2 separate regions of the Sus scrofa genome follow, and region 2 is linked to region 1. Evidence: chromatin contacts called from public Hi-C data. All regions are on one chromosome and are shown on one strand. Each heading gives the region's core, a stretch centred on a gene start, on an enhancer-like site or on the middle of the called end of the contact. The rest is flanking DNA. Distances are from core to core; before and after follow the strand shown.

Evidence for each region. A called contact is a pair of places that touch in the nucleus more often than the background predicts.
Region 2: a Hi-C map of alveolar macrophages shows a contact between it and region 1, with 2.0 times the contacts expected there. The contact joins the promoter of SUSD1 here to the enhancer-like site in region 1. A contact is called at or near these places in 2 of 5 promoter capture datasets (fetal liver and fetal skeletal muscle), 8 of 47 Hi-C or Micro-C datasets (alveolar macrophages, blood, embryonic fibroblasts and 3 more) and 2 of 2 datasets of contacts at active chromatin or transcription factors (alveolar macrophages and skeletal muscle).

The regions. Positions count from the first base shown.
Region 1 is chr1:252,883,188-252,886,151 of Sscrofa11.1, forward strand. SUSD1 (sushi domain-containing protein 1) reads right to left here. Exons shown (of 16, transcript XR_002337296.1): 10 at 1,763-1,955. Among named protein-coding and RNA genes, the nearest start is that of SUSD1, 72 kb to the right of the region's middle. Within about 2 kb of position 1,269, at least 22 of the 83 cell types and tissues checked have an H3K27ac peak or open chromatin away from gene starts, as enhancers often do. A contact at or near this core is called in alveolar macrophages, embryonic fibroblasts and fetal liver, where this site is marked.
Region 2 is chr1:252,955,251-252,957,950 of Sscrofa11.1, forward strand. It overlaps SUSD1 (sushi domain-containing protein 1), which reads right to left and starts at 1,263. Exons shown (of 16, transcript XR_002337296.1): 1 at 740-1,263.

The DNA of each region.
Region 1 (2,964 bases), core at 19-2,518:
AAACCTTATGGCATGCCTAGATAACTGTTTCTAAAATCCCCCAATATGTCTTTAATTAGTATATGTAATTAAAACAGTGACTGAAATGAAACTGGCTTATGCGACCACGTCAGTATTATTTTAAAAGAAAGGTCCTGTAAAATAAATATTACTTATTTCGCTTAGCTAAAAAAGTTAACCACTCAAAGTATACAATTCAGTGATTTTTAGTACATTCACAATGTTGTACACCTATCACATAATTTCTGCTTTTCGGAGTTCCCGTTGTGGTTAATGAATCCAACTAGGAATCATGAGGTTGCAGGTTCGATCCCTGGCCTCGCTCAGTGGGTTAGGGATCTGGCGTTGCCATGAGCTGTGGTGTAGGTTGCAGATGCGGCTCGGATCCCGTGTTGCTGTGGTTGTGGTGTAGGCTGGCGGCTACAATTCCGATTCGACCCCTAGTCTGGGAACCTCTGTGGCAGCGGCCCTAGAAAAGGCAAAAAAAGACAAAACAATAATAATAATAATTTCTGCTTTTCTCGGTTTTATATCTCTGGGACTCATGTTGAGAAATGGCAAAATGAAACTTGGAATTCAATGTTGGCGGTATCTCAGGAGTAACATCTATTACTAAACAAGATTCCTAGACTGTCACAGCCAGAACACACTCTCCATCTCAGGGAGGCCCCTCTGACACAGGCTTCACAGAGAAGACATTGAGGAGGAAAGAACCCGGGACATTAGCGCCTTCACACTTTAATCTACATGGGGAGGTGGGTGTTATTTTTAGACTTTAATTCCTCTGAGGATTTAATCATTGGAGGGAATACAGTCAAATCACGAGTAGCTGGAAGTGTCGTAGGGGGCTAGGTTTATGCAGACATGAGGTATTCATTGTGCAACCTCGGCTGATATAAGACACGATCTGATACAAGGCATAATCTGGTTGGAAAATAGAATGGAGTGGATTTGCAGCCTCTAGTGCTGCATGGCCTTCATTAGTGTCTATTATATTTCAGAGGCTTCCAAGTACAAAGACCAAAGTGCCCACTCTTGACCAATGAAGGTCACTGGTGAACAGGAGAAGGGCCTTGGGAAGGCAGAAGTAAGACTTATCCTATTCCACTGTTTTCCTTCAGAGGAGGCAGCCTCTCTGCCTGGTTGCCCATAAATTTGCCTGTCAAACCCAACTGATTAAAGAACAAAAGAAACTGGGGAGACGGCTGCATCCCTCCCCACTAGGGGGCGCTGTGGAGTTGACGCAGCCGCCTCTGAAGGCTTCCTCACCAACCAAAGGGGAAGAAGACTGACCCGCTTTTGGGCCACGTCACTGTTCTCTGTGTTAGGTGAATGTGCCCGACAAACCCACACAGGAGCCTCTCTGTCCTACCCTGCTCGATTCAGTGCAGCTCACATTTCTGATCTCCTGGAAGTTGTCTCCAGTTGTCGGTAATGACTACGCTTAGGGTTCAGCTGTCTTAAAATTTGGGGTGAGAGATAGGAAGCCGGACAGGATTCTCAACCCATCACTCCCAGGGAGTCCTGCAGAGAGCAGTCCTCTCCTGGTCTAGACCTTCTCTGAGCCAGAGCCCCTATGGGGAAAGGGGTAGGTGGTGAGATGCAGGCACCCTGCACCCCAGACAAAGTTGGTAGTTTGTTAGAACTAGAACCCAGGTCTCTTGACTCCAAGACCAGCCTCCTTGATGCTCCCTCACATTGTGCAGTTTAATACATACCCTTAACTCGTTGTTCTGAGATACAGAAAGACATCTACACCTACCTGCTGGTGCGGTGGTTGTCGTTATTTGCACTGAGTGCCGCTCGGGGGATCCCAGGAGGGTGACATTCACTGTGTAATCAGTTGCCGGATACAGATCTAAACACAGGACGGCAGCTCGTTCCCTCGTTGTGAAGTTAAATGATGTTGAGTGATAAAAATTATTCAGATACTGCCTTTGACCCAGAACTTTAAACTGTCATGAGATTAAAAGAAAGGGATGCCTTAAATTTCTCTGGTTTCCAAATGTATAGTCTATAAGCTCAAAGAAAGACAGCAAAAAGGTTGCTTCTACTTGTCCTCACCCACACAGAATTATTTTTAATACAATAGCAAGCTAAACTAGGGGAGGACTTGACAAAGCTATCCTACCCATCCGATCACCTCCCCCTCCACCAGCTACAAGACTAAACTTAAAACGTGTAACATCTCAGATGGACGAAATGTCAGGCTATTCTACATAATCCCTTGAGCCAACTCAAGTGAAGGAGACTGAACTGAGTTTCTGGGCAGAATTCTCTTAATTTCTTGTCTTTTTACTTTTTAATTTTAAAGGGTTTTTTGGTTGTTGTTGTTGTTTTTTGGCTGTGCCTGTGGCATACAAAAGTTTCCAGACCACAGACTAGGGTCAAACCTGCACCACAGCAGAGACAACGCCAGATCCTTAACCTGCCGCCAGGGAGTTCTCTTTTCATTTCCTTTTATTCATAAGCAATCCATAGACAAGCCTCATGGAACAGACTTTTTTTTTTTTTTTTTTTTTGTCTTTTGTCTTTTTTTGTTGTTGTTGTTGTTGTTGCTATTTCTTGGGCCGCTCCTGCAGCATATGGAGGTTCCCAGGCTAGGGGTTGAATCGGAGCCGTAGCCACCGGCCTACACCAGAGCCACAGCAACTCGGGATCCGAGCCGCGTCTGCAACCTACACCACAGCTCACGGCAATGCCGGATCGTTAACCCACTGAGCAAGGGCAGGGACCGAACCCTCAACTTCATGGTTCCTAGTCGGATTCGTTAACCACTGCGCCACGACGGGAACTCCGGAACAGACTTTTTAAACTTTCTGGGGACTACCCCAAATGATGCATTCTAAGCAACTGAGCAATGGTTCTTCACTTGAGTCTTCCTATTGCAGTTCTGGTAAAGAGTTTTTGCTCCAGGGAGTCATCACACACACCGTTAACCCAATAATACTCCAAGAAAGCCAT
Region 2 (2,700 bases), core at 13-2,512, 72 kb after region 1:
GTGGCGTAGGTCGGCAGCTACAGCTGGGATTCGACCCCCAGTCTGGGAATCTCCATATGCCACGGGTGCGGTCCTAAAAAGAGGGAAAAAAAAAAAAAAAATACGTCAACTGCCAGGAAATGGATTATTTGCTTGTCTGTTTTCCCCAGAATAGGGCCAGCACCGCGACCTCACATCCCTCACACAGAAACTATTCAAGGATCATTCATCTGTTGAATACATGAACTAATTAATGAATGCTTTATTCCCCTAAAGTTCCTTACACTTCTTTCTCACCATATTAGCATCTGGTTCTTCATCAAAGGTAAAAACTTAAAAGGTAGAAAGAAAATTGCTTCGGGTCAAGAATTTGTCCCTCAAAGCCACAGCGGGGCCGGAAGCGTGACAGTGCAAGCGGAACGCCCTTCCACGCCCTCGCTGAGTGGGTGCGGCTCTCCCGGGGCCCCCAGCTCGCGCCCAGCCCCAGTTCGCGCCAGGTCCTCCCGGGGCAGCAGGCCGGGCCGCCGCGCCCTTGTCGTCCACAGTGGCCCCGAGGCCCCGGGACGGGGGCGGGGAAGTCGCCCGGGAGGCCCTCCCGCTTGTCGGAGCCCCGCCCTCTCGATCCCCGACCTGCGCCCCAAGCCCAGGCTCCAAGCCCGCCCAGCCCAGGGGCGGAGGAGCGTCCGGGGCGCGCCCGGCTGGGTCTGGGGCCAGGCCGAGGGCGCCCCCGGCGCCGCGCGCGCTCCCTGTCAGCACTCACCGTCTGCGCCGGGCGTCCGGGGCGCGCCGCGGGCCAGGCAGAGCAGCAGCAGCAGCAGCAGGAGCGACAGCAGGCGGCCAGGCGGGAAGCCCGCGCCCCGGGGCCCCCGGGCCATACCACCGCCACTTCCCACCCCGCGCGCCCGCGACTCCTCCTGCGGCCCGGAGGCGCCGAGATAAGGCGGCGGGCGCCCCGGGGAGGGGGACGGGCGGGCCGCTTCCGGCGCCGCGTGGGGGAGCGGAGGGCGCCGCGGGGTCCCGGGGGTGGGGGTGGGGGTGGGGGGCGGCGACTGCGAGTGCGGCCTTCCTACCCCCACCAAGGCTGCGCGCCGGGGGAACGCTCGTTCGGCTCCCTCACTCCTACACCCGGCGGCAGTGCACCTGCTGCGCGTCTGGCGCGCTGGGGGCCCGGGGACACCCGGCAGGTCCAGCCTAATGACACAGCTGAATATAGAGTCCCGGACTGTGCTAGGAGGAGATGTCCCGAACTCTAAGCGTGCGGAACGATCGAGGGATCCCAGCCGGTCGGGGGCTCAGGGAGGTACCCCCTGGGGGGCAAACGAAGAGAGGTGAGGGGCAGAAAGAGGAGGAATTTTCCAGGAGCTGATAGAGAACTAAGGTGAAGTGTCTGGAGCTACAAGAGCAAAGTGAGAGGGCGAGAAGCTGCCGGTCCAGGCCACCCAGGGGCGACAGGCACGACCAAGCGACAAGACTGTCAGAGGCGACAGAGCTGGCAGGAGTTCCTGCTGCTCAGAGGCCACTGAGCTTGGGGACTCAGGGAGGCCTTAGGAACAAGTAAGCGAAGACCTGAGGGTGAGAAGAGCAGGAGAGGAATCTAAGCGGTGAAAGGCGATTCTAGAAATGGGGAGCAGGACCTCCTCAAAGTGCGAAGGACCCTTGGAGAGAGGCAGTGAGCTGTGGAAATAAAGACCTCATGTACCAAGTAAAGGAGGTTGCGGAGAAGCTGTCACGGGGCTTTAAGCAGAGTGACCTCATCAGAAAAGGCTCCCAGGGTCCACTGTGTGGGATCGGGTTTGGGTTGGGGAGGCAGGGGGTCGGCCTGGAGCTGCTGCAGAGATCCAGGCAAGGGAGCACTTGTCTGGGAGCAGGGCACTGGCCATGAGTGGGAAGAGAAGTGACAAATGAGAGTGGTACTGGGTGGACTCCACTGGCTTTTATGACCAGTAGAATGTGGTAGACAAGGAAGGAGAAATTACAGATGTCACCTAAACGTTTGATTTGGGCAACTGGGTTGATGGTGAAATAGTCACTGAAATAGAAACACAAAGGGGGTAGGGAGAGGCTGCAAGGGGAAGAAAAATAAGTTCCAGGTTGAAGGCTTTCAGCTTGGGATGTCTTGGGGATCCCTCAAAACAGGGCCCCCCACTGCTTCACTCCCATCCTCACTTGCTTTCTCTCTGTGCCACCCACCCCCCTGCTCTAACCCTAACCACCCATGAACACACCCATATAAGGGCTAAACTTGTTGTGCAGCCTTAAAAAGAAGTAGTTAAAAATAAAATTCCTAAGCCCTTTTGCAGCAGGTTTCTTGCTAATTGTTTTTTGCTCAGCAAAGATAGGAGCCTGCTTAGGGGAGCAGGAGATAGACAGTTCCAGGACTGCAGCCTGTCTCCTAGTATTTAGACAGTTTTTGGTTAACCTTCATGAACTTTGAAATAATGTAATTGTTTCAACAAAAATACATTCATTTAAGACATTGTTAGGGTTCTCTTGTGGCGCAGTGGGTTAAGGATCCACCTTGGTCACTGCTCACTGCTCTGGAAAGAGTTTGATCCCTAACCCAGGAACTTCCACATGCACTGGGCACAGTCCAAAAAAAAAAAAAAAAAAAAGACATTTTTAAGCCCACCTATATACCTCTCCTTCTCTGCCTTGCCTCCCTGCAGAATCAATTAATTGATTAAAATAAGTATATAAATATGTACATGTACATATATTATT